Linked DNA regions of Mus musculus: regions 1, 2, 3, 4 and 5 are each linked to region 6. The links are chromatin contacts, called in public Hi-C, HiCAR-type and promoter capture Hi-C maps. All regions are on one chromosome and are shown on one strand. Each heading gives the region's core, a stretch centred on a gene start, on an enhancer-like site or on the middle of the called end of the contact. The rest is flanking DNA. Distances are from core to core; before and after follow the strand shown.

What was found. Promoter capture Hi-C pulls out the DNA fragments that hold promoters and counts their contacts. A called contact is a pair of places that touch in the nucleus more often than the background predicts. HiCAR-type assays count read pairs that join an accessible place to other places.
Region 1: a contact with region 6 is called in a Hi-C map of B cells, with 6 read pairs. The contact joins the promoter of Mplkip here to the promoter of Stard3nl in region 6. A contact is called at or near these places in 1 of 39 promoter capture datasets (pre-B cells), 1 of 484 Hi-C or Micro-C datasets (B cells), 1 of 115 datasets of contacts at active chromatin or transcription factors (cardiomyocytes) and 1 of 9 other capture datasets (liver).
Region 2: a contact with region 6 is called in a promoter capture Hi-C map of pre-B cells. The contact joins the promoter of Cdk13 here to the promoter of Stard3nl in region 6. A contact is called at or near these places in 2 of 39 promoter capture datasets (liver and pre-B cells) and 1 of 115 datasets of contacts at active chromatin or transcription factors (astrocytes).
Region 3: a promoter capture Hi-C map of cranial neural crest shows a contact between it and region 6. The contact joins the promoter of Zscan12 here to the promoter of Stard3nl in region 6. A contact is called at or near these places in 1 of 39 promoter capture datasets (cranial neural crest) and 1 of 115 datasets of contacts at active chromatin or transcription factors (astrocytes).
Region 4: a promoter capture Hi-C map of pre-B cells shows a contact between it and region 6, with 5 times the contacts expected there. The contact joins the promoter of Yae1d1 here to the promoter of Stard3nl in region 6. A contact is called at or near these places in 4 of 39 promoter capture datasets (the 3T3-L1 cell line, hippocampal neurons, liver and 1 more) and 1 of 115 datasets of contacts at active chromatin or transcription factors (astrocytes).
Region 5: a HiCAR-type map of astrocytes shows a contact between it and region 6, with 3 times the contacts expected there. The contact joins the promoter of Rala here to the promoter of Stard3nl in region 6. A contact is called at or near these places in 3 of 115 datasets of contacts at active chromatin or transcription factors (astrocytes, cardiomyocytes and embryonic stem cells).

Annotation. Positions count from the first base shown.
Region 1 is chr13:17,694,115-17,696,814 of GRCm38.p6, reverse strand. It overlaps Mplkip (M-phase specific PLK1 intereacting protein), which reads right to left and starts at 1,402. Exons shown (of 2, transcript NM_025479.6): 1 at 995-1,402. The coding sequence starts at 1,330. Sugct (succinyl-CoA glutarate-CoA transferase) reads left to right here and starts at 2,050. Exons shown (of 14, transcript NM_138654.3): 1 at 2,050-2,176. The coding sequence starts at 2,083.
Region 2 is chr13:17,803,682-17,806,381 of GRCm38.p6, reverse strand. It overlaps Cdk13 (cyclin-dependent kinase 13), which reads left to right and starts at 1,285. Exons shown (of 14, transcript NM_027118.1): 1 at 1,285-2,700. The coding sequence starts at 1,731.
Region 3 is chr13:21,361,501-21,364,200 of GRCm38.p6, reverse strand. It overlaps Zscan12 (zinc finger and SCAN domain containing 12), which reads right to left and starts at 1,381. Exons shown (of 4, transcript NM_016684.2): 1 at 1,329-1,381; 2 at 150-621. The coding sequence starts at 551.
Region 4 is chr13:17,991,990-17,994,689 of GRCm38.p6, reverse strand. It overlaps Yae1d1 (Yae1 domain containing 1), which reads left to right and starts at 1,339. Exons shown (of 3, transcript NM_025904.3): 1 at 1,339-1,509. The coding sequence starts at 1,384.
Region 5 is chr13:17,942,784-17,945,483 of GRCm38.p6, reverse strand. It overlaps Rala (v-ral simian leukemia viral oncogene A (ras related)), which reads left to right and starts at 1,267. Exons shown (of 5, transcript NM_019491.5): 1 at 1,267-1,467.
Region 6 is chr13:19,394,372-19,397,071 of GRCm38.p6, reverse strand. Stard3nl (STARD3 N-terminal like) reads left to right here and starts at 1,259. Exons shown (of 9, transcript NM_024270.3): 1 at 1,259-1,368. It overlaps Gm40827 (a long non-coding RNA gene), which reads right to left and starts at 1,225. Exons shown (of 2, transcript XR_873152.2): 1 at 1-1,225.

The sequences.
Region 1 (2,700 bases), core at 153-2,652, 1.7 Mb after region 6:
ATAAAAACATCTAGTAAGAGATAACTGGTACTTTCTCCTCTAGTTTAATATTAGTGGGGAATCACATTAAAAGTTGTCAATTGAAACCCAATATATTCAGTTGCAAATTTCTTTAATCTAGTGCTTTTAAAAATTACTAAAACCAATTGTATATTTCTCTTTTAGAAATGTCTGCTATCATCTTAAAACCTTTCAGTTTCTAATGTGATAACCAACCCTGCAGCTATTAAATACAAATAAACCCAGTACAAGCAGTGGTTCACTGTATTCACTTCTTGGAAACTTACTTTTTAACCTGATAGGCTTCAAATTTCTAGAACTTTTATATTGCATGAAAATTTTCTATTCTTATTAACTCCAACTCATAAGGATTCATATGGGTGAGCATATTCAATTTTGCAAAACCACCGAGATACAAGTTGTTAGCTACTTCCTGTCTTGTATTCACTCATGGAGAAGAGGGGAAGTTTCCTCAATTTCAAATTTTCTATTTTTCCTTCAAGAGAACTTTGAGTAGGTATAAATATGGCTCGAAATAAAATAATTGTTTCTTTTAAAAAAAGCAAGGATGCAAAAACAAGGGAGGGACATCTGTAGGAAAATGGCAGTAGACTACAGTCTAGAGGTGCCATACTACACAATAGGGAATCATTTACTGTCCTCCCCCTAGGAATCCAGGACAATTCACTGAAATAAATGACAAAAAACCCAAAACCAAATAAAAACCTCTGGGGGTGGGTGGGAGAAGAAATGGAGGATTAAAGAAGTTTGTATACGAATGTGGTATGCTGGCTGAGAGCAGTTTCTGTGGACAGAGAACTAGAGCTCCGCCACTTATGGTAGTCTTAGATAATTTCTTTACGCCTCAGGTTACTCATCTGCAAAACTGGGCCAACGTAGTATCGGAGGATTAAACAATCCACGGAAAGGGAATGTTTCGTATCACGTCTGCCATCACAGGAAGAGTTCGGCAAACGCTAGCTATTGTCTTTACCTGGGGGTAGGTCTGCTGCTGCCCTGGGGAGTAGCCGAACTGATGCTGGGACCCCGCGGGGGACCTGGAGTAGGAGCCTGGGTAGCCGCCCGGGGACGGAGACCCGAAGCGGGCCCCCGAGAAGTTGCCGCCGTGCCGCGGAGACTGGCTGCTCCCGTACGGCCTAGCCCGGGGCCCGCAGGGCGGAGTGTGGTGCGGACTCCCGTACCCGTCCCGCGGGGAGGGCGGCCGCGGCCCCCCGCCCAGGGCACCCCGGAAGTTATTTCCGCCACCCCAACCTCCTATCCCCGGGCTGGGGTACGGAGGAGTTGGGGGTCGAAAATTCGGTCGGTGCATATCAGGAAACGAAGCCGCAGAGCTCACACGCCGAACGCCTCACCGGAACCTCTGCGATCAACCGCCAGAAGGAAACTGGTATTCCTCTATTTATACACCCTTCCGGCTCCCAGCGGACTACCGCACCTTAGTTCCGGCTGCACAAAGGTTCCGATCTCACCAAGTTTCTGCAAGAGGGCAGGTAAACAGGTCACTCAATGGAAGAATGGTGGGCGTGTCTGAGAGGAGGAAAGACTGTAAAGGGGAAACTAAATCTCCGGCCGCAGCACGAGCACAGTCGTCAACGGTCTTCCCGGAGACCCCCAGTACACGAAGACGGAAGCGGAAGAGAGGAAACCGATCATCAGGCCTTATTGGCTGTGAGGGTGGGAGAGGGGCGTGCGGGTTCCGAAGAGGGCGGATCAGAGGGGTAGGGCCATCCGTCTTGGAGGCTTCCGGGAAGCAAGGAGTGAAGCGTCAGCCGGATTCGGGGGCGGGGCCATGAGCCAAGAGGCGGGGCCGAAGGGTGTGAGGCGAGAGACTCGGTTGAACAGGATCGTCCAAGGGGGCGGGGCCGAGTGAGACTGAGGTGGAGGCCTGGGCGGAAGCGGAGGGCGTGGTGGGCGGGGAAGAGTGCGAGGGCGACCAGGGGGAGGGTCTTTGCGGAGGGGGCGGGGCTGGCGGCGGGGCCGGGCTGGCTGGGGGGGCGGGGCTGAGGGGGCCTAAGGTCAAGGAGGGAGGTCGCGGGGCGCTCTCGCTGGGGTTGAGGGGCGATGCTGTGGATGCTGGCCAGGGCGGTGGCTTTTCGGAGACCCGGCCGAGGCCTGGCCGGCGGGAGGGGGCTGTGGACCGGCCGCCCGCAGTCAGGTACCTACTGACACTGAGCGCTCGGGCTCCCTGAGGGGAGCGCTCGCGCCTCGGGGGCTCCTGTCGCAGGGCTCATGGCCATGGTCGTGCCCTGCTTCTCTTTTCCACCCCTGGCTTCTAATCCCCCAAGGTTTGGTAACTTAGGAAACAGCACCTCCCGCCAAAAGCTGAGTTTTAGAAAGCAGACTGCTGCCTTGAAAACTTAAGCGAGCCTGTAGTAATTAATGCTGGACTTGAACCCTGCGTTTACGTTCTTGTAAAATGGAAGTTGACGAGGTTAGGAAGTAGAAACAGAAATTTAAAGGGGAAAAAAAAACCCACGAAAACATACCCCAAACTTAAAAATCTTGTAATTATAAAGAAACGGGATAATTAAAAAATGCTATCTTCTGCATAAGATACCTGTCTTAGACATTCCTGTAGAAGAGTTTTGTGGTCTTTCCCTAACTCCTTCAGATACTAAAATCAACTTGGGATTTTAGGACTCATCACATTAGACCGTGGATATGTGAGGGGGTTATTGG
Region 2 (2,700 bases), core at 36-2,535, 1.6 Mb after region 6:
TTCCATCAGTTTGTGAGATGATGCTGAGGTCAACTTGATTACTAAGTATTTAAGAACTAAAAGCCAGCTGATGATCTGAATAAATTTGTTAAGGGGTAATTACATGTACCCACTGAGCAATGTTTATCTTCTTTCCAGTATTAATGACCAATAAGCCTTTTAGATTTTAATCTAATTACCCCGAATACCTAGCCTCTAACTGAAGGGCAATCTTAAGGCAAGAGATGAGGGCATTATGTAGCTGACAGCTCATAGCTTTAGTTAGATATAATTACAGGTGAAAGTACAAAGAGGGCAGCTTCCACTACTACAAAATGTTTTTAAGGTTCCTGGGATTTTTAGTAGTCCTCCTTGATATTTTGACTCATCTTTCAGATTTACTTAATGCTTTTGCTTTATAAAGAGATTTACTTATTTCATGTATGTGACACATCAGAAGAGGGATCCCCATTACAGCTGGTTGTGAGCCACCATACTGTTGCTGGGAATTGAACTCAGGACCTCTGGAAGAGCAGTGAGTGTTCTTAACCTCTGAGCCACCTCTCCAGCCCTGTGTAAGGCTTTTTAAAGGTTCCGAAACGTCAGTGTCGCGGAAGCTCGAAGCTATGAACACCAAGTATATTTTTAGGTTACGATGGGTCCTTGAACTTGGGCGTACGTGAGTCTAGTCAAGCTAACGTCACATTCGCCCTCTGTGGGGAGTCTGCTCTCACAGATGTTCCGATCCCGTGGCTGGGGAAAAGGTAGTCGTCAAGGTTCTCCCGGGTCCTGCCGTGACCTTTTCACTGGAGGCGAGCAACAAGCGCCATGAGTGGCGCCGGAGGGAAGGCCTCCAGCGACAGCACAGCGCAGCCCACGCCTCCTCTCCTTTCTTTAACCCTGCTCCTCCGTCCCACCCCTGCCGGAAGTGGAGTGGCTCCTCGCGTCACTTCCGGTGACGGCCAGGGTCCCGGCGGGCGCGAGCACGCAGCACCTCCCCTCGCCCGCGCTCGCTCTCTCCATCGGCGTCCCCGAACGTGACGAGCGTGCGCGCCGCCGACCTAGCGTTGGGTTTAGGGGCAAAAGTCTTGAGGAACGCGGCGAGTGGGTGGTGCGCGGCGAGGGCTCGGCCAGCCAGTCGCGTCGCCGTCCCGCAGGGAGAACGCGGAGGGCAGGGAGGGGCGAGCGGCGCGCGCGGAGCCCGCGTGGAGGGGCGGAGGACAGCGAGCCGCGCCCCCGCTCCGGAAGCTGCGCGCAGTGCCCTCGGGGCGCCAGGCCCAGGCCCGTCCGAGCGCCGCGGGGTGTCGCCGCCGCCGCCACAGGACGACGTGGACGCGCCGCGGCCGGCCGGCGACGGAGGCGTGCTGTGGTCGCGCCCACTGCCCTCCCGCGAGCTCGCCCCCGACGTCAGGACGATGGAGTGAAGCGCGGCCCGCGGTGGCACTTCCGCGTTGCGCCGCCGGAGCCCGAGGCCGCCGCCGCCGCCGCCACCGCCGCCGCCCGGCACGGCCGGCTTTCCGCCGAGGATAGGATCCTCCCGCGCCAGGCCCTGACGCCGCTGCGCACACACCGCGACTGGAACCGGGGACGCGCGTCCCGACCCGGATTATCGTGGCGCGACTCCCGGCCGGCCCTGCTGCTCGCTACCCCTCCGCCGCGGCTGCCGTCCCCCTTCCCGGCGGGGGACATGGCCAGGGTCTGACCCCGGAGGAGGCCGCACCCGCGCCGCACTCTGCGGCGGGCTCTAGGCGATGCCGAGTAGCTCGGACACGGCGCTGGGGGGAGGCGGGGGCCTGAGCTGGGCCGAGAAGAAGTTGGAGGAGCGCCGCAAGCGGAGGCGATTCCTGTCCCCTCAGCAGCCGCCGCTGCTGTTGCCGCTCCTGCAGCCGCAGCTCCTGCAACCGCCGCCGCCCCCGCCGCCTCTGCTCTTCCTGGCTGCCCCCGGCGCGGCCGCCGCCGCAGCCGCCGCCGCCGCGGCCTCCTCCTCTTGCTTCAGCCCGGGCCCTCCTCTGGAGGTCAAGCGGCTGGCGAGAGGCAAGAGGCGCCCCGGAGGGCGGCAGAAGCGGCGCCGCGGGCCCCGCGCCGGGCAGGAGGCGGAGAAGCGCCGGGTCTTCTCGCTGCCCCAGCCGCAGCAGGACGGCGGTGGCGGTGCCAGTAGCGGCGGGGGTGTGACCCCGCTGGTGGAGTACGAGGATGTGAGCTCCCAGTCCGAGCAGGGGCTGCTGCTGGGGGGCGCCAGCGCGGCAACGGCGGCGACGGCTGCCGGGGGAACGGGGGGCAACGGCGGGAGTCCGGCCTCCTCCTCCGGCACGCAGAGGCGCGCGGAGGGGTCGGAGCGCAGGCCGCGCCGGGACCGCCGCAGCAGCAGCGGCCGCAGCAAGGAGCGCCACCGCGAGCACCGGCGGCGGGACGGGACGCGCAGCGGCAGCGAGGCCTCAAAGGCCCGCAGCCGCCACGGACACAGCGGCGAGGAGCGGGCGGAGGCCGCCAAGAGCGGCAGCAGCAGCAGCAGCGGCGGCCGCCGCAAGAGCGCGTCGGCTACGTCCAGCAGCAGTAGCAGCCGCAAGGACCGGGACCTCAAGGCCCACCGCAGCCGGACTAAGTCGTCCAAGGAACCGCCCTCGGCCTACAAGGAGCCGCCCAAGGCCTACCGGGAGGACAAGAGCGAGCCGAAGGCCTACAGGCGGCGGCAGCGGTCCCTGAGCCCGCTGGGAGGCCGGG
Region 3 (2,700 bases), core at 132-2,631, 2.0 Mb before region 6:
CAAGTTCAACTCCAAATTCCCATGACACTTAAAGTCCCCTTTGGATCCAACTAAATGTCAATATGCTTTGTAAAATAGTGGTATACTTCACTTTGGCCTACAAATTCAGTCGCGCTTAGGAAAGAGGACCCCTCCCCCCTTTTTCTTACCCGGTATCCTAGTTCATCAAGCTCTCTCTCTAAATCCTCCAGCACAGTCACCACCTCCTCCACACTCTCCGGATTCTGCTCCTGCACCCAGGCCTGCAGCTCCCCTGGCAGGATGGTCAGGAACTGCTCCAGCACCAGCAGCTCCAGGATCTGCTCCTTGCTGTTCAAGTCCGGCCGCAGCCACTGTCTGCAGAGCTCGCGCAGCCGGCTCAGAGCCTCCCGGGGTCCAGAAGTTTCCTGGTAGCAAAACTGTCTGAAGTATTTTCGGAAGACGTCTCTGTTATAAGTGTTCTTTTGTAGGTTCCTATCTTGTCTGGTGGTATACTTACATTCTTCCTCCATTTTTATTTCCAAAAGTCCACCCTGGTTCTTACAGACCTTGGTATCACTAGTAGATGTCATCGTAGCTAGATAAAAGATGTATCAATCTTTCAAGTAATAACTCCTTGGTAAATCTTCTTACCCAGTGGACCTAAGGGATAAGTCATCGTTACTAACACGAACTACAATAAGCAAATACCGCCTATTCTAAGAGTTAAGTGGGAGAGTTGAAAAGCTGCCCTCCGGTTAATCTACTGTATTGACTGGATTGTACGTGGACTTTCACAAAAATAGACAAAAGTGAAAAAGATGTCAAATTGTTTCAGGACTTCAGGGAGTAAAGCTTGGGAAGAAACTTACCTCCACTTACTCCTAAAGTGAACAACAACTAACTGAAATAAACAAAAAATTTTGGAATTAGCAGATAGCGTTGGGGAAGGGCAACCGCTGCCTGGCGGGTGGGAAGTTCAACTAACAGTACCACCAAAAATAACGGAAAGAGTACAAGAGTAGGGTACGCCTGCCTTGCTGCTTTTGATTTTTTTTTCTGCGTACCTGGCACAAATCACATATACATAGTACAGTCTCCCAACTGGCTTTAGTTGGAACTTAACCACTCATAAAGGTTAGAAGTTGGGGAGGGTGCTCTGCTTTTCTCCTGCCCCTCCAGTTCTGTGACTCTAACTTAAAGTTCTGCAGCGTGCCTAGGTCCGGGCCAGCTCCGCGCCCCAGGGGGACCCATAGGCAGCCGCAGCGCAGCCCGGGTGGCCTTTCCCCCGGTTCCAAGCATCTTTCTAAGGCCGAGAGTCTAGGTAGCAGGGAGCACCCTCCCCCCGCCTGGAGCACGAGCTCGCTCACCGCGTCGCTCCTGCGCAGGGAAGGGAATCCAGCCCTCCCAGGAACCGGAAGTCATCGCGGACTCCCACAAAGGCCGGAAGCGGTGGAGCCCTGTTGCTCCCAGAGCCACTCTAGGGAGCCACGGAGTTCCACTCAGTGGTTTGTCCTTACTCTGGCAAAAGAAGTTGGGATTTTCTGTCTAATCATAGTGAGCATGCCGGTCCTTATCCGGTTTCGCGTTTGTGTTTCAGTATCACTGAGATTAGTGATGTCTCAAAGAGACATTCTTCTGGTCAATGGGAAAAAATGTATTAAAAGGATAATTTAGTAAGTTAACAGGATATTATGAACACTAAAATCAGCCTTCATAAGTACGAGTGTGAATGAAAAGACCACAGCTACAAAAGCAACAGCAAAAATACTCAGAGCTCAAGAGATGTGCCACATTTACTTGGGGCTAACTTTAAAACACTTTAAAAGCCAAATATGAACATAAATAGGAGGCAATAAGCTTTCTTGGGTAGAAAAACTCAACAAAGCAGTCAGTACTAATTAAATATGTTTGCAACTATGGTATCCCAATAAACACAACCATTTTTCTAGAATTAAAAAAAAATGTTTGTTTGTTTGTTTGTTTTAATTTAAAAGGAGAGTCCAAAGAAAAATCCCTGAAAAAGAATAGTGGTTAATGCTCTTATCATGCACCAGAACATTCTGTGTTCTGGAAGTGAAAACAAAACAACAACAACAAAAATCTCACCCTGTTCTTAGCTAATGTACATGTCGAGGGTAACCAGAAAACCAAGCACAAGCTCTCAAAGATAGTAGTAATTTATTATCGAGCAAAATACATGTAGAGTGTGGCTTAGGACATTGATTTACATAACCAGAACAAAAGAAAGTAGTAAATCAAGACAACTTTAAAAAAACAATTAGTGGAAATGTAAGTTAGGTGGTGTCTTAGTCTGGGTTTCTATTCCTGCACAAACACCATGACCAAGAAGCCAGCTGGGGAGGAAAGGGTTTATTCAGCTTACTTTTCCACACTGCTGTTCATCACTAAAGGAAGTCAGGACTAGAACTCAAGCAGGTCAGGAAGCAGGAGCTGATGCAGAGGCCACGGAAGGATGTTTCTTACTGGCTTGCTTCCCCTGGCTTGCTCAGCCTGCTCTCTTATAGAACCCAAAACTACCAGCCCAGGGATGGCATCACCCACAAGGGGTCCTTCCCCCTTGATCACTAATTGAGAAAATGCCTTACAGCTGGATCTCATGGAGGCATTTTCTCAACAGAAACTCCTTTCTCTGTGATAACTCCAGCTTGTGTCAAGTTGGCACACAAAGCCAGCCAGTACAGGTGGGTTATAGCTATCTGGAAAATTCTTAGCCTTTTG
Region 4 (2,700 bases), core at 90-2,589, 1.4 Mb after region 6:
CAAGATTATCTGTTTTCTAATATTTATTTTTACTTATATGTGTATGTATTTGTATGCATGTATGCCATGTGTGCACAAGCACTTTTGGAGGCCAGAAGAGGGCTTGAGACTCCCTGGAGCTGGTGTCACAGGTGGTTGTGAGCCATCACCCAATTGTATGTAGATGCCCAGAACCAAGTTAACATCCCCCAGAAGAGCAGCAAGTGTTTGTAATTGCTGAGCCATCTCTTCAGACCCTGTCCTTTAGGGTTTATCATGCAAGGGTTGAGTTGGATTTTTTTTATTGCATTTGTTTTCATATGGTGTGTGTGTGTGTGTGTGTGTGTGTGTGTAGGTCAGAGGACAATTTGTAGGAGTTTAATCTCTCCTTCCATCACGTGGGTCCTGGTGATTGACACCGTTCCTGGGACTTTACCCACTGAGCCAACTCACAGAAGTTTTCTATCTTACTCATTTCAATCACTATTTCTATGGCTTCCTATACTGCCATTTTGCTTCTAATTAAGATCTCTATATACATACACCTTATCACATTTTATATTTGGTTTTATACATACATTTATAGGATACAAAATTCTCTCTGAAGATAAAAAGTAATAACTTTGTGTAGGGGATAACTTATTGACAGAGCATATATTCCTTATTGGCAAAACTTTTGCCTTCAGGACAAAAATGTAAAATAAACTAAAACAGTAACCTGTTTCCTCTTCCCTCACAATGATTACTTTTTTCATATCACTTACAGTCTTCAAACTATGAGTTACTTATAAGTATTGTTGGCTAACTGGCCGTTTCTACACTAATAGGAAGTCCATTGGGACTGAGAACTTTTATTCCTATAGTGCGCTGTCCCAAAATGATGAGTGATGCGAAATAGGTATTCAAAACAAATTGTCAGAAAAATTCAGTTATCACATGACAAAACAAGAACGCTACTGATGTGCAGTTCTTCAACATGAACTCCCAGCCAGAAGTTGCTAAATGCTTGAGCCACATTCCTTAACTCTCCTAGTCAAAGGCTAAGAGGGAAATTGCCAATGGACGCTGGTTTTACAAAAGTGTTCCCATTACTTAATCTCAAACCGATCCTAGAATCAGCTTTCACATTCTAAAGTTCTTGGCTGCACGTGGGCGTCCAATGCCTTCAGCACTTGCAGAAACTGAATCTCAGCCCTTGAATGGTGGGACTTAGCTTGCAGCACCCAGCTAGCCCCACGCTGCCCATCCCAGAGGCGTAGGAAGAGACCCAACCCTTAGCCTCCAAGCCGCAAGGGGAGCCGCACACGCCCCTCCGTCCCACGCCTTGTCCTTTCGTCCCGCCCCCCGAACCGGAAGCACTTGCCCGGGTTTCCGGCGGCTCCGGGACTCGTGGTGTTCCGGGCGATGTCTTGGTTTCGAGCGGCTCCGGAGAACGCGAGCCCTGGAGACCAGGACGTGTTTGACGAGGAAGCGGACGAGTCTCTGTTAGCGCAGCGGGAATGGCAGGGTCACATGCGGAAACGAGTCCAAGTAAATGGACGGGACGCGGGAGAAAGGGACTCCCAGGCGGGACCCGGGGGCTCCCTGGCAGGGGCACGCACGCAGAAGCCTGGGCGGAGGAGCGCGGGTCTCCGAGCCAGCGCGCTCCAGTGTTGCCGGGTCTTAAGAATCCTGGTTGTTTCTTGGTGCTCTTTCGGAGCCCCACCGGGTTTGGAGCAGGGACATTGACCCTACTCTACAACGTGAACTTTATTCAGTCCCTCAAGAGTGTGCAGTTTGGGGTCGGGGGAGCAGAGGAGGAGAAATGCACACCCACTAGGCTGATGGCCCGCAGAGAACGCAGTCACAGAGAGTCCAAAGTTAGGCGTGATGTTATCAAGGCTTGGAGAAGGGTGAACTGAGAATGTTGTCAAGGGAAGGTAAGGGGGAGGTAGAGAAGGGAATACTGTTCCAGCTTTACTTTAAATGCGTTATTCAATCCGGACCTGTCTTGCCATTCATTGAAACTTGCTTAGTACTATTTGGGTAGAATCGGCGCTTTTTCTGGGTGAGAACTACTTGCTAAGATCTGTCTCCACATGGGGGTGGATTCCAGAGTATAAAGACCTGCGTTCGATCCCTGGAACGTACTTTGTGGAAGGACAGAATGGGTTTCTGGAAGTTATTTTCTGACCTTCACGCTCAAGGAAGTAAATAAATGCCTCCCTCAAGAAAAATAAGTAAATATATGTTACTTAACTGTTTAAAAGATAAGAACTGCATCCACCCAATATACTAGCCATTAAATTACCCTCTTAAAGCTGCAGTTATGTCAACCCTAATTTAATGTTCCAGTAAGTTCATATTTGTTGAGCCCAGCAACCATCATATCATTACAAAAATACCATAGGAATCCAGGGCTAAACTAATAATAATAATAAGACAAATCTCTATGCCACAGTTTAGATTAGATTTCTAAAATCAGACTTCCTCTTCACTGTTCCTAAAATAGTTCCCTCTTCCCAGGCCTTGCCAGCCTCCTTATCTATCCTATTCTAGTCCGTTACCAAGAGACCAGACATGTAGTTTCCCATTTCTGTGAAGACCTTGCTAACACAGTTTTTAAAAAAAACATAACAACTGATATTTAATGTTTGCACAGTAACCCTAGATTTCCAAAGTGACTTCCCCGTGTGGCATCGAGGCATCTGCCTGTCATCGATTAGGAGAGTGAGGAAGGTA
Region 5 (2,700 bases), core at 18-2,517, 1.5 Mb after region 6:
ACCCTCCAGCTGCCCAGCAAACAATTCTTATTTGGCTTATGATGCTTATATGGCTTCATCATCTGGGAATCATCTTTTGGTTGGTTACTGGCACTATTAAAAATACCTTTCTCTTTCCTCTTCTGCAATAGTTCACTGTCTACTCTATGTTTGCTATACTGCCCAACTCCCCCATTAATCGGTCCTCCATTTATAAACTGCTTAAAATTTGATGTATCCAGCCATTCTACTTCCAGAATTTAATAGACACAAAAGCCAGCCATGACTTGACTCCTGTCTCCTTCTGTAGCCTCATCTTTCTCATCAGCTCTTGTAGAACTTTTAAGACAGATAAGTGGCACTCAGCCTTCTCCATGAACCACTGATCCCTGTTCTGCGGGGACTCCCTTTATTTGGATCCACATTTACCATCGTCTTTTTGTACTGGAAAAAAGATCATACTTAAGTTTAAAACTCTAACCTATTGTTAGTAAAGTTATCAAGTCTTCCCTCCATTCATACTTCCAAACGCCAAGTACTAGGTTTCTAGACTGCAAACTTGATTGAGTGTACATTCATTCCTTTAAGTAGTCATGCCAACCAACCAAGCCGTTGGTTCTTCATTTGGGGCCAAAGGAAATGAGAATTTTAAAGTCCAGGGAAGAACGTGTGGCCGCTAACAGACACTAGGCAAACTATCTCGAACTTGTGGGCAGTTTTAAAGAAAACAACCGATTCAGTTTAACTACTAATTTAAGACATTAGTGTGTTACGGAGCCGTCGCCTTATCTCAGTGCCAAATCTAGTGTCGAAGGGTCTACTCCAAAAGGAACCCGAAGCCCATATGCTGAGGCCAGTTCTCCACTCGGTCAGCTACCGAGACCCTCCAACCAGGACAAGCGACCAATCCACCAACTCGGACTTGATCTGCGACAAACCACGTTGCAGGCTACACACTGGAAAACTCTTGCAAGAGAACCTAGCAGCCCCCAGAAGCAAGATGGCGGCCTCCCCCTCCCCTTCTTTCTCCAGGAACCCCTCCATGTCCGGGGAAGACGAAAACACCGCGACACGGGAATCCCGGCACGGCCTTGGGGGGGGGGGGCGGGCTACGCCTCGCGAACCCGGGGACTCGCCGTGGGTCCACCGGGAGGCTGTACCACTGCGCCTCCCCCGCGCCCGTAGAGCCTTTGTTCGCAGTCGCCATGGAGTACTCGGCCCCACGGCCAGGAAGTGCGGCCTGGCGCCCCGCCCCGCTGGCCCGCGCCCCGGAAGTGATCTGCGGCGGCTGCTGCAGAGCGGCCGGGAGGAGGGTGGGTCTCCCTAGAGCGGAGCGCCGGAGTCCTCCTCCTCCGCCGCCGCCCAGGCCGCCGCCGCTGCCGCCGCCCTCCGGACTCCTCTTGCCGCGCCCCGCGCGGAACTCCGAGCGCGGTCCGATCGGCGCAGCCGAGGCCCAAGAGCCCGCGGGTCGAGCGGCTCGCGGTGCAGGTGAGAGCTCGCCGGCCGGGGAGGCCGGGCCGCGGCGGGGGTGTGTCCGACGGGCCGGGCCCGCGGCCGCCGAGATTGCACGTCCCGCCTGCCGCCTGGGCTGGGACCCGACTGCGCCCCGACAGCGGGCGGCGTCTCCGGAAGGTCACCTGTATAGCGCCGGTGGCTCCCAGGGCTGTGCCCGGGCGGTGCCCGCGACCTGGGGCCGCCGCCGCCGCCGCCGCAGTCCCTGCGCCGCACTCCACCCCGACCTCCCTCGCTTTCAAGCCACTCTGCCGGTACAGAGCGGCTGCTTTTCGAGCTTCTCTGCCAGTGTTTGGAAGGAATGGCGTTTTCAGACTAAAGTCTTTAGACGCGTCCAGCTGAATGCTCGAAGGCTCTTCTAGTACAGGTTTAGCCTTTAGAAGAGGAAGGGAATGTAGGCATTGTGTGATGGGGGTATCTTCCGCGTTCGGTGCCTGAAAGATGTCAAGGAGTAGAAGATACGATTTGTGTGCTTTACTTGGGCATTCGTGTGTTGGAGTGGGCGGGCGTGGTGGCGCTGAGGTGGTTGTGTTGTCGGGAGACTTAGGAGGAATTAAAGAATTTACTGGCCTTTGCATGGAAACCAGAACGTCCAGACTTGTGAGAGCTCATCTGAGTGTCTTTGAGCTACTGTGAGAACTCTGGTGCCACGCCCTACCTGTCAAGCCAGGAAGCACACAATTTACAAACAGTTTGGGTACGTGTGCCGGGAGAACCTTTATTTCTGTAAATTCTTTTCCTGTAAATAAATTACAGCTTTAATCACGTTCCCAAAATTGACTAACAGATTTATTACTCACAGTGTAGAAGGCATTCCCTTTGGCTTATGCTTGTTAATATGTACTATTACCTATGCTGTTTGTATCTGTTGATACAATATTCTTATAAATGACTCCTGTGACCCTTAAGATGTTTCTACGGCTCAGTTGTTTTCAGAGGAGGAGCCTTTTCATCTTCTCTGTTACCACGTAAAGTGCTCAGAACTCCCCACATTTCTTCACTGAATGGATGTGAATGTGTACAGTTGATGGAAAAGTCACTTTCCAGAAGCGATTGACTGTGGCTGGTACTTGCATACCAAGCAAAAGGTACTAGATTCCATCTCTAGCAAGGCCTCCAAACAATTTTGTTAAGAGCACAGTTTTGTTACTTTGGGATTCTTGGAACATGAAAATTTTGCATTGTCTTTTTTGTTCTCCAGGAGATCAA
Region 6 (2,700 bases), core at 10-2,509:
CCAAATCATTGTATACAAGAACCCTGAACTTAGTTTGTATATATACACACACCCTAACCCTAACTTTTCTCATGCTCATCAATTTGAAAAAAACAACAACAACAACAAAAGCTTGCATATTATTTCTCTTCCAAAGGGTAGTAAATAGGATTATTTAAACTTTATGGGTGGAAATGAACACTGTAGCAACACTAGGGGCCCTTATCTGAAGACTCTACTACTAGGATTGAAGATGTATGCCTGAGATCTAGTCTGTTCTTTTGTTGTCATCTGCACCATAAGCAGTACTTGGACAGAAGTAGGAAAACACATTCACACATGTTTAAGGTAGCATTTCTCATACTAGCAATTAAAAAAAAAAATCCAAACAAACTGTATGTTTAAGGGCATAGAGATGGCAAGTTATATCATTGGCGCTGAAGACTTTTAGCATTTAAAAAGCAATGAGGCACATTTAAGGCTAGATGAAGAACTGAACTTGAGTGTTAACAAATATTTTCACATGTCAATGCAGGAAGGACCCATCACACAAAGACTGAGCCTTTGATTGGTTTATAAAAACAGTTCTCACCCAACTTGCACTGTTCAAAATTTTGCACGTATATAAATTCACATTTGTAATGTAAACATTATAAAAACGATTAAACTACTTTATAAGAGTATCTATTAAAAATACTATTCTTAATATTATTTTCCTCTAACAGGCTGAGAGTCTTCAGCACTCATAGTGCAATATATTTTATCTTCCTTTGTATTCTTGCATTTAAGGACGTAACTGTACCAGCTATTGGAAAAATCTAAAACATCACTTAGTGCCCAATGTCGTGTATAACAACTAAGTAAATACAGTTAGCCTTAACTATCAGTAAGACAAAGGCATTACTCCTACGTAAGACTGGGCTGATTGAGACTTACGGTCGAGTCCTAGAATAGACAAGTTCTTAGTGGACAGCTGAAACCAAGGGGCCAGGGCCTGAAATCCACTCTCAGAGTTACCCCTCACCGGCTGCAGCCTAAAACCTATCTAAGAGAAGCCTTCCGTAGAATTCTCAGGAAGGTAAAACCCACTAAAAGCCTGCTGTTAGAAGCTGGATACCTTAACAGGCTTTGGAGGCGCGGCTAGTCCTAGGCCCGCCCACTGCCTCCTTTATGAGCCATCTACTGGTCGTCCGAAAACTGACAGTTCTGTAAACCAACCCGCCGTCTCCTCTGCCACTATTCACTTTTCCAGCAAGCCGCAGCGTCTTTGCGTGACCAGCGCGTTGACGTCACGGACAGGGTCCCGCCCTGCAGCCCCGCCCCAGCCCCGCCGGCGGGGACCGCGGAGCCGTGTCTGCAGGCCGGCGGGCGGCTCGCGCCGCGGAGGAGGTAGGCTGTCTTTCCGCGCCCTGCTGGGCAGGTCGTGAAGCCAAATGCCTGAGGTTCCAGGGTTTGCCGGGCTCCCCAGACCTGGCCTTGGCCGTGGGGCCTGTGGGTGCAGCCGCGGAACGCGGCGGAGCGCGGGAGGGAAGCTGGCCCCGGGCCCACACCCACACTCACCGGGAGGCAGGTGGTCCAGCCTCGGCCCCGTGCCTTGCATCCGCATCAAGTCCAAGGTGACATGCGGGTGTAGGCCGGCAGGTACTGTCTGTTACTGGCCTTGTGCCTTCGTCAAGAAAAGCCCTGATGTAACAAAACAAAACGAAAATTAAAGCATGAGTCATGAATGTTCTAGCCATGGTTTCAGCTCTCCGCATTGCCCACTCATCCTGCCTTTAGTTTTTTTTTTTTTTTTTTTTTTAAATCTCAGTAGGGCTCTTTTTCTTCCTCTTTTGGTTGGAACATGGGTGGACACTGTGGAACTTTTCTTAGTGTTCTCTTAGTATGGCAGTTGTAAAGGCATTTGTCTCTGTTCACAGATGGAATCCATCACTTGACCCAGTACTAGTTTGGATAAGGTTAGTAAGGCTGATTGAATGAACACAGTAGCCGTCTGACCTCCCAGGGTACCGAGTTACTATAGCAAGTTCCGTCTGATGTTTTTGTTTAAGGTTCCTAACGGTAAATCCCATCTATGCTTCTTCTGTCCATCATCCACTTATAGAGCAAGATTTGATGACAAAGAGCAGTTTACAGTATTTTTGGCTGCATCTGTGCATAAGTAAAATGCTAGATAATCATGCCCATGAAGGGACAGTGTAGACTGTGCCCCCCCTACATAATATTCACACATATGTAATGTTTTGTATTGTAAGGAAGAATACATTTTTCTTTGAGATCTTCCTGTCTCAAACATGAACCTTTAAAGATTGCATTGTCAAAAGCATTAAAGAAATGGATTTAAAACTGCTCCAAGGACTTACCTTCTCAGGATAGTGATTATCATTTGGATTTAATTATTAGACAGTTTATATGATGCCACATGCTGTTTTAGGTGTTGAAAATTGAGTATTGAACGCTAGATAAGGTTTCTGTCCTCGAGTTCCTTTGATTTTAGTGAAGATAGAATATATGTGCAAATAACAATATGATTTTAGATAGGAATGAATGCTAGAAAATCTGGCAGTAAGGGACATTGGTGTGGCTGTGGTGTGGGATCTGGGAAAATGTCCCTGAAGAGGTGATGCTCTGGATGAGACCTGAATGTTTAGAGTGATTTAGTCAGGGGAGGAGCAGGAAGTGTCCAGTTACAAATGCAGAAGCTGGAAGAGCAGGCACAGT